Regions from separate parts of the Mus musculus genome. Here all the other regions are linked to region 3. A link is a contact called in public HiChIP or PLAC-seq data. All regions are on one chromosome and are shown on one strand. The core of a region is the stretch at or near the end of the contact, and the rest is flanking DNA. Distances in the headings are between cores, read along the strand shown.

What was found. HiChIP or PLAC-seq counts read pairs in DNA pulled down with a chosen protein or histone mark.
Region 1: an H3K4me3 HiChIP or PLAC-seq map of bone marrow-derived macrophages shows a contact between it and region 3, with 4 times the contacts expected there. The contact joins the enhancer-like site here to the promoter of Cdk6 in region 3. A contact is called at or near these places in 39 of 484 Hi-C or Micro-C datasets (the AML12 cell line, the Ba/F3 cell line, the C2C12 cell line and 20 more), 15 of 115 datasets of contacts at active chromatin or transcription factors (the 230-238 cell line, CD8 T cells, the SCID.adh cell line and 7 more) and 1 of 9 other capture datasets (adipose tissue).
Region 2: an H3K4me3 HiChIP or PLAC-seq map of embryonic stem cells shows a contact between it and region 3, with 42 read pairs. The contact joins the enhancer-like site here to the promoter of Cdk6 in region 3. A contact is called at or near these places in 1 of 39 promoter capture datasets (macrophages), 51 of 484 Hi-C or Micro-C datasets (the AML12 cell line, B cells, the C10 cell line and 33 more), 13 of 115 datasets of contacts at active chromatin or transcription factors (CD8 T cells, the SCID.adh cell line, bone marrow-derived macrophages and 8 more) and 4 of 9 other capture datasets (adipose tissue, liver, macrophages and 1 more).

What each region holds. Positions count from the first base shown.
Region 1 is chr5:3,300,229-3,303,379 of GRCm38.p6, forward strand. The region is part of intron 3 of Gm36470 (predicted gene, 36470); the gene reads right to left. Among named protein-coding and RNA genes, the nearest start is that of Gm36548, 31 kb to the left of the region's middle. Within about 2 kb of position 1,498, at least 154 of the 459 cell types and tissues checked have an H3K27ac peak or open chromatin away from gene starts, as enhancers often do. A contact at or near this core is called in the 230-238 cell line, the AML12 cell line, the Ba/F3 cell line and 22 more, where this site is marked.
Region 2 is chr5:3,385,159-3,388,241 of GRCm38.p6, forward strand. The region is part of intron 2 of Cdk6 (cyclin-dependent kinase 6); the gene reads left to right. Among named protein-coding and RNA genes, the nearest start is that of Gm29868, 26 kb to the right of the region's middle. Within about 2 kb of position 1,408, at least 20 of the 459 cell types and tissues checked have an H3K27ac peak or open chromatin away from gene starts, as enhancers often do. A contact at or near this core is called in bone marrow-derived macrophages, embryonic stem cells and liver, where this site is marked.
Region 3 is chr5:3,342,466-3,345,488 of GRCm38.p6, forward strand. It overlaps Cdk6 (cyclin-dependent kinase 6), which reads left to right and starts at 1,428. Exons shown (of 8, transcript NM_009873.3): 1 at 1,428-1,506; 2 at 1,654-2,134. The coding sequence starts at 1,902. Gm36470 (predicted gene, 36470) reads right to left here and starts at 1,094. Exons shown (of 4, transcript NR_168898.1): 1 at 833-1,094.

The DNA of each region.
Region 1 (3,151 bases), core at 248-2,747, 42 kb before region 3:
AGCATGAGCTTGGACTCTGTGATGCCAGCCATGTTCAACAACTCCCTTTGGGTAACTAGCAGTAAACCTACGATTTAATCTTTTCCAATACATATGTTAAACTCAAATGAAGTAAAACAAAACATTCAGAGCTGCTTGAAGCAAACAAGCATAAATTACGCAAAAGAGCCATAAAAAAATTCTATGTCACCTTTGATTGCTTCATTGCACTAAAACATATTGAGGCTAAGATACGATGATCTCTTCTTTCCAGGAGGCCCAAACTACTGCTCCTAATCCAAGGACAAATAGAGAAGACCTCCTGATATCAAGATTTACTTTCCTGGCCTGGCAGTGGTGGCGCACACCTTTAATCCCAGCACTTGGGAGGCAGAGGCAGGTGGACTTCTGAGTTCAAGGCCAGCCTGGTCTACAAAGTGAGTTCCAGGACAGCCAGGGCTACACAGAGAAACCCTGTCTCAAAAAAAAAAAAAAAAAAAAAAAGAAAAAGAAAAAATTTACTTTTCTAGGTTCAAACATGGGCAAGGTGGGGGATGGGGAAATGATGGGTTGGGGGAAGCGTAACCAAAATGAAGGCTATACGAAAAAAGCCATCTTACAGCCCTGCTGTGACTTCTGCAGTGAGCAACAGCAGCACAGTGCTGTTCAGTTCTCACTGTACAAACTATGTCATGGGCACATGATTCATGCTCTGAGCCAGAAAGTGACAGTACATATGCACTTACAAAATCACAAGTCTGAGGTGACAAGAAGAGATCGGAGCCTCGTCGCCTTAGTTGCAACACTTAGACGATCAAGAACTACAGCAGGCTGCGTCCAAGCTCACAGAGGCCACTTACGTTACGGATCCAATGAGCCCAACCGCAAACACACTCAACAATACTTCAGGCTACATGTCACTTGTCGTATTGCTTGAAGGGGGAGTATATTGATCTAGAGGAGAGTCATGTGGCAGACTGGGATTCTAAAACTCACTGAGTGCTTTAATGAAGTCAAGCAGGCAAGACTTGCTGGGACAGCTCATCCCAGAACCGTAACTGTGCCATGTGGGGCCATGTAGCAGGCTGCATGCTGACTCAGATGAGCAAGGAAGGGGCACTTGTGAATCATCGTGACCACATCCTGCCCCTCCCTCAGCTGTTCCCTAGAAACTGTCTGTCAATCTTCTGGGTGAGTTCTCCATCTGAAGACCAGGTATGCTCAGTGCAACAAATGCCTGTCAACCTAGGTCCATCCTGCAGGAACATTATGGCTCTGATTCTTTCCATGCACTGGATGTGTGACACTCACTGTAAGTGTGAAACTCATGTCTGTGCATGCAGACGTGGGGCTGGATTTGGGAGTGTTTTTCACATTGTGTTTTGATGGGTACAAAACCAGTATCTATCTCTTCTTATATAGACCCCTAAAAGATGCCTTTAACCAATTTAAGTCAGTCAGAAAGAATTGCTGAAGTGTACTAGCCAGAAAACTTGGGAGGGATGATGGAGACTAAGTGACTCAGCAGGGAAGAGTGTGTGGTAGGCAAGCAAAATCCTCCCAGACACCTTCAGACGCAGAACAAGAGGAAAGGCGAGACGTTTTTCTTGGGAAAGGGAATCTCATAAACTTAGTACTTACTGAGTGTCCTGGGATTAGGATTTGAAATATTGAATACTTAGTACAGTATCCGGGAGAATTTGAAATTCAGACAAGCCTGAACATTGTTTCAAAAGCAAGAAATAATTTTTAAAGGTTTTTTGACTTAATAAAATACTTGCAACTTTTAAAAGGGGCGGACTTATACACGGTGTGATAATGTTGACAGAAAATCCTAAATACTCCAGTATAGACTAAAATTACTTTGGCTGCTCCATGCATTTTATGGGTCCTTTCAAGTGTTTGTTTATTTATTAGTTTTTGTTTCATTTTGTTTTCTGTTTTGTGGAAAACATTTTGCTATTTTGACAGGGACTGCCTTCTCTCGGGCTTTTTTCAGCAATGTGGGCATCTGAACAGCACGAAATCTAATGCAGGTTATCTTCCAATCCATTAACACGAATGTGTTCCCATCTAATTGTATTTTCCTAGGTGCTATATACTTTTCAGTTTATACCCTTCGCCTAAATGGTATGATGCAAGGGGGGAACCGGGAAAGGGGATAACATTTAAAATGTAAATAAAGAAAATATCCAATAAAAAAGGGAAAAAAAGGTATTATGCACCCAATTTCTCTTTTTGGATGGCTCACTGATAACATAGATCAACACTAGTGATTTTTTTCTTTTTTTTTAATTAGATATTTTCTTCATTTACATTTCAAATGCTATCCCCAAAGCCCCCTATACCCTCCTCCGGCCCTGATCCCAAACCTATCCACTCACACTTCCTGGACCTGGCGTCCCCCTGTACTGGGGCATATGATCTTTGCAAGACCAAGAGCCTCTCCTCCCATTGATGGCTGACTGGGCCATCCTCTGCTACATATGCAACTAGAGACACAGCTCTGGGGGGAGGGGGTACTGGTTAGTTCATATTTTTGTTCCTCCTATAGGGTTGCAGACCCCTTAAGCTCCTTGAGTACTTTCTCTAGCTCCTTCATTAGGGGCCCTGTGTTCCATCCAATGGATGACTGTGAGCATCCACTTCTATATTTGTCAGGCACTGGCAGAGTCTCACAAGAGATAATGCTAGTGATTTTTACATATTGATTTTTCTGGCCTACAACTTTCTAACAGTACCTTGGCGTAGTCTTTTTGGTAATTATAATTTTGTTGTCAGTAGAAACAATTTCCCTTTTCCCTCTTCTGCTAGGATGCTTTTGATTTCTTTCTCTTATTGCACCGGCAAACTTCTACTATGAAAATAAACAATGAGAGGAGAAAGCGTGTCTCCTCTCTGTCCTCAGAGGAGTTTCACTCTCAGCCCTGCGCACGCATGCAGACTCTGTCCTAGGTTGAGGTTCAGTCCTTCTGGACCTCACTTGCTCAGTGTTAATCAAAAGGACTTTAAATTTTGTCGCTTTTCCTGCATCTAGTGGATATGTTCATAAAATGTTACGGTTTGAATCTGAAGTGTCCCTCATGAGCTTTTGAAGGCTTGGTCCCCAGGTGATGGCATTATTTGAAGATGCTGTGCTAAGTCTAGAAGGTAAAGACCTAACTGGAGGAAG
Region 2 (3,083 bases), core at 158-2,657, 43 kb after region 3:
GTCTGACAACATGTGCAGTGGGAGGGGCATGTGCTGTGTGCAGTGAAAAGGGACATGGGCATGTGCTGTGTGCAGTGGGGGACACACATGCTGTGTGCAATGCAAGGCACATGTGCTGGTGCAGTGGGAAGGGACTGTGCTGTGTGCAGTGGCTGTGCTGTGTGCAGTTGGGGGACACATGCTGTGTGCAGTGCAAGGAGCATGTGCTGGTGCAGTGGGAAGTATGCTTGCTGCAACACAAGTTTGTCATGGCCAGAAACTCCTTGGAATAATTAATGTTCTTAAATTTTAATTGATTTTTGGCCCTTGTGTGTTCAGAAACCTTTTCTGTTAATAAATATTTTGCCACCCTAGTATTCAGCTACCTAACTCCAAATGGAGCTCCAGCCATGGGTTAAGGAGCTGTAACTTAGAAGGCACTAGTGCTACTAGTGTGCATGAAGTTAACTCACTGTTTTAGCTGTACAGTATAACTAACTGTATAGGATGCATTTGAGGTCACATATTGGTGTCTGTAATTTCAAACTATTTGTAGACGTCTTATGATTGTTTCTTTTAGACATTACTGGCATTACTGCTTTTTATTGTGCATTATTTCCAGGTGAGTCCCTGGAAATATGTTTTGCCAGGGGTTAGAGCTGGTTTTACTGTAAATAAAAAAAGTCTCAATTCAAATTCAGAGATGTGACTTAGCAGCTTAGGTAACTTTTCTAAATTCAGAATGTAGATCAGACAGAAGAGGCTTCAGGTACTTAAACAAGATCCCCGAGGTCCTGGCTGCATTCTGTGCTCTGTAGACTAAAGCGCTGGCCACCGGCTGCTGCAGGCATTTTGCCTCTCCAGTCCAATAATGCATAAAGAGTTTTAGTCTCCATTGCAGTGAAATTCCTGGGACCAACTCTAGCTTCCTTCATCCATGATGCATAGTTGTCACTGAACAACACTGTCCACGTGCCTTACTTGCCCTGTGTCCCTCAGAAACTTTAAACTGAGTATGGCACCTGTATGTGGTAGGTACTGATACACATTCTGAAGATGCCGCAAAATCACAATGTCCTTTAGCAGCATAGTCATTGCTGTTGGAGCTAATACTTCTGGACTTTGTCATTTCCAGCTGATGGCAAATCATTGCATACACAGTCTGTATTTCATGAGCAAAAAAGAGCCACCTAGCCTCCGTCCGGCAGTGTGGGGCTGGCGGAATTGCTGAAGATTGATTTGGTGCACAAACTGTACCCACCAAAAGCGCTTCATGAACTTTCAAGATTAGATACAGGGGTGTGAGGGGACCTTCTCAATTTCAAGTTCTGGCTCTGGTTCAAATAAGAATTTGTTATGGCCCTCAGGCAGCTGTACCAGACAACTCTGGAACTATTTGGTATCCAAACAATGAAGAGTGTGCAGGGGTCAGGGAAACCTGACAGGAAAAGAGTCCTCTTAAAACTTCCTGCTTAGCTAATAATACAGATTTCCCTTTTATTATAGCTACAATAGAAAGGCAGAGGTTGTGTTTACAAAGCTCGTTGTTTGGGAGACTTTTGTAAATTGTAAACTTTGGAAATCCCAAACCTACTGGGTAGAATGAATGTAATCCCATCCATTAGTTGAAGGTAGTTTCCCCGTGCTATAGCTTCGGAGCAGCAAGTTAAATTGAGACTGTGAACAGGAAGCAGCCATTAAGAATTACAATGGGTAGGATACCCATTATTCCAGTAATGTTTTGTTAGAGGACATCAGGTCAGCAGAAAAGCCGAGGGTTCTGTGGGCTGTGTGCTTGTTCTCCACACCCCCACCCTAGCAGCAGGAGGTCCAAACAATACAAACAGCCAGCAAAGTAGCTCACTGGGTAGAGAACTTTTAGGGGTTGGTCGGTTTCCCTTGAAATGATAATGACCTGTATTTTGGTTTGTGTTCACTCTTCTAAGATGGATGTATAGCCTCAATAAATACCGAGAGCCACTTCTCATTTTTACTTTTTAAACAAATGATGTTCATTTATGTGTGCTTGTGTGTTCTGTATGAGTTTATGTGCACCACATGTGTGCAAGGGCCCTTGCAGCACAAGAGGGTGTCAGATCTCCTGGAGCTGGGATTTTAGGCAGTTGTAAGCTGCCAGGTGATCTGGCAACCAAGCCTGGATCTTCTGGTGTAGCACCAAGCACACTGAACGGCTGGCTCATCTCTCCAACCCCTCCCTCCGTCTCAGTATATGCTTACTCAGATCACATGGTGTGACTGTGACAAATGTTGACTGTGATTTTGCTCTGACAGTCGGTGCAGTGCGGTTCCGTTCTTCCTCTGAAAATGTAGTCATGCAATCAATGGTATTCTGTCATATTACTGAATATTTTAGAAAGTCATAAATGTAGGCCAACATAAGAAATCATACAGTGGAAGTTATTTCTCAGTGTTTATGTTAAAATGGTCAGATCTATCTTGCTTTTTTTCTTTTGAAAGTCCACGGAATATAGCAGGGTTTGTTTGTTTGTTTATCTATCTATCTATTCATTTATGTAAATGCAGGTTGTCAACATTCAGCCAAATACTTTGGTTTATTTTAACTGGGTTATATGGAACTTACTATATTGCAGTATTTATTGTGTTTTGTCTGCCAAAATGACTGCTGTTTGATTTGGAGTAATTTTAGAGGGAGCCATAGATAAAAAGTATGAATATTGGGGTCTAGGATTTCCAAAATCAGTATTCACAAACGTTGGCTCAAAATGCATTTGCTATCCATTGCAATCAATGCATCTATTAACTTTTAGCATAAATGTTCTATACAAACTGTATACATACATATATATGTACATATATATATATATATCTTCAACTATATACAGTATATATAGTTTATATAGTATATATAGTGTATGCATATATATGTATATATATATATATATATACATACATACATACATACATACACACACACATAACTAAACCATTAAAGCGCTTTATATTACAGTGAAGAGCAGTATTTCCTCAGACGTCTTCTTTGAAGTAGCCTCTCTACAAGCTCCTGACAGCGGACACTGAACCTCAAAGCAGGAAGCAGATGCTTATTTCCTTGATATGGATTA
Region 3 (3,023 bases), core at 178-2,677:
CGCTATGTCAAACTTTTTTGAAATGGGGTCAAGTCACATTCAGCCAGCGTGGGAAAGCAACAACAACTACGAAAAAGTGGAGGAGGGGAGGGGGCTAGGCACCGCCGCTCCGGTCCGGGGGGTGTAGGCCCGCGGGGGTGGGACGGCTGCCCCCTCCTGGAGCCTAGGCTGGACACCGGCAGAGGGGGAGGGCGGGCGCCAAGGCCGTTGCTCCCGCTACCTGTGTGGCCCTCGACCTGGCTCGGACCCCCGGGTGAGGGCTGGAGGGTCCTTTCCGCAGCTTTTTAGGAAAGCTCTCAAAGGAACGGGGAGTGGCCCTGCCTTGGCCGGGCGGTGCTATGCTGGCATCCAGTGGGGGTCGCTCCATGTGTTCTTTAATACCAGGCAGAAGAGCGTGGTGGTGGGGGGGATGGGTACGGGGCAGGTAAACGCATGCAGACCGTTCCGGACACGCGGCTGTGGTGGAACAAGGTCCAGCCCAGACTAAGGCCGCTGTGGGACGGGAAGGCTCACTCGGTCATCCCTAAACAACAGAACGGGGAGGGGGCGCCCGACCGCGCGCGTGGGACCTAGCCTCTGGCCTTTGGAGAACAGAGCGACTGTCTCAGCTACCGACATTCAGCCGCCCAGGATACCGGGCGGGGATTCGGAAGTCTCGACACAAGGGCAGCCCCTTCTCACACCGGGGAGACCTACGTTTACTGCCCCCTACCCCCACCGTCGTAAGGGCGGTTGCTTTTGCACGGCTTGAAAACTTAAGGACCAGTCCCGATTAGCTAGCAAAGTCCCGAAGTTACTTTTTCAGGACAGGACGAGTGAAAGTGTGACGTACCTTCCTTTCCCACATCCTTCGGATCTTTGTGTTTGTGTATGTGTGAGGTGGGGAGCACGACACTACTCCCCTTCCAGGACCCCTCGCTCTCCCACCTCTAGTAGCCCCAGCCCTCCCCTACCAGATGGTCTGTCCTCGCTGAGTTTCCACCAGGGAGGTCCTCCGAATCGGAGGCAGAATTTCGTCTCCCACTAAGCTTGCCATACCCCAAAGACCATTTGTGAGAGCGAGTCCCTTTCAAATGTCTCCCTGTAGAAAAACTGAAAGTAGAAAAGAAAGGAAGCAATTTCCGAGCAGATGTCTGACCACCCCTACTCGCATACTCGCAGCATCGGGTTACAGGGTTCTAGGAGCCCCAACCCCGTTCTGCGGCCCCACGTGGGTGAACCCCCGGTGCTTTTACGCCAGCTTCCGAACTCCCCCAGGTCGCCCCATACCCTGCACGACCAGGCCCCTGGAGTCAGGGAGGGCAGCGGAGAACAATAATATAGGTATAAATATTGAGCCGTGACATTGACGCGCCCGGCGCCTCCCCTCCCCCGCGCTCCGGGCACACTCTGGGCTGCTCGGCACGCCCCCTCTCGTCCCGCTGCGTCCCGCGCTGCGCTCATCCCCGAGGGGCCCCAGCAACCTCTCCTTCGTGAAGACTGCACGAGCCCTGCTGTGGAAGAAAAGTAACTTGGTTTTTCTCCGAGAAACCCGGCCCGATTAGGCAACCAGTGCGAGTAGAGGGAGGAGGAGAGGAGCTGGTGGAACCCTGTGGAAGTCTCCCGGGCAGTCTGATCACACTTTCTCCTTGTCCTCCGGTCTCCTCCTCCTAGGTGCAGAGATTGTGGGCAGACTATGTAATCGCTGCGGAGGGGGAAGAGGAGGGATCGGCGCTCTCCTGCGGCGGCGGCGCGGCGACTCGGCTAGGCGGAGTTTCGCAGCGGCTGCGCCCGGCTTGCACCCGCGGGCGAGAAGGTCGGTCCGTCTAGCCCGGCGGCCGCGAGTCCGACTCCCCGAGGCGTGTAAGGCAGCGAGTGAGCACCCCGGTTCCACTGTGCCGCACCCGCAGCCTGAAGCCAGCATGGAGAAGGACAGCCTGAGTCGCGCCGATCAGCAGTATGAGTGCGTGGCGGAGATCGGCGAAGGCGCCTATGGGAAGGTGTTCAAGGCCCGCGACCTGAAGAACGGCGGCCGCTTCGTGGCTCTGAAGCGCGTGCGAGTGCAGACCAGTGAGGAGGGCATGCCGCTCTCCACCATCCGCGAGGTGGCGGTGCTGAGGCACCTGGAGACCTTCGAGCACCCCAACGTGGTCAGGTGAGCCGGGAGCCCTGGCTATGGGGTCCGGGAAGGTGCTGGGCAAGGGGCGGCTGGTGGCCCAACTAAAGTTAAGAGTTGAGTTTCCCCAGATAAAACCGGTGACTCTGTTAGACAGGGCAGAAAAAGAGACCTGCGGTGGCTTCCGGGCAGCCAAGCTATTCTGAAGAGCTTTCGCTCTGCGTGCCCCAAGGGTTCCGGGGGGGCGTTGGGTGTCTTTTAGGGACAAAACCAGACAATCCCTCCAGCCCTTACTTAACTTTCCCCGTCGGTGGGGGGATTTTTGAGAGACAGAGTGAGATAGTTATCCAGCTTGCAGATAATTAGAAGGAAACTTTAAGGGTGGAGCATAATGTAAATAAAGTTTAAGAAATGTGTAAGAATGTGTTTGCCAATCAAACCCACAGTGGTGACTTTTTTTTTATAGTTGTAGAATGGTTTCTGATGGTCTTAGAAGTTCAGAAGTTTAGACTCTGACACCTAGTGTTAAACATTGTTTGAAAAATGTCTTTCAAGGCTGGGTACTGGGAACACTGAACCAGGAAGATCCAGAGTTCAAGACCCTCCTGAGCTACAAAAGACCCTGTCTGAGAAAAGAAAGGGAGGGAGAGTGGGTGGTAGGGTGGAGGGCGATTGCTTCTCAAAGGGTTTTCTGATTGTATCATTTAGTATCTGTGGACTGGTATGATCTGACTTAGAATGCCTCTCTCATTGGTTAGATGTGAGTCTGTGCTTTAGATTTTAAAGCCTCTGTTTTCCCTGGAAGAGTTGTGCAGGTGGGTGGGGGAGGCATTCCTAACCCAGTCTCCTGTGACTGAAGATAATGGTGTTTTCTCGAAGATGCTGGGATTTCCCCATTGTGCCTTTTCTCATTCTCTTTTTTTAAACA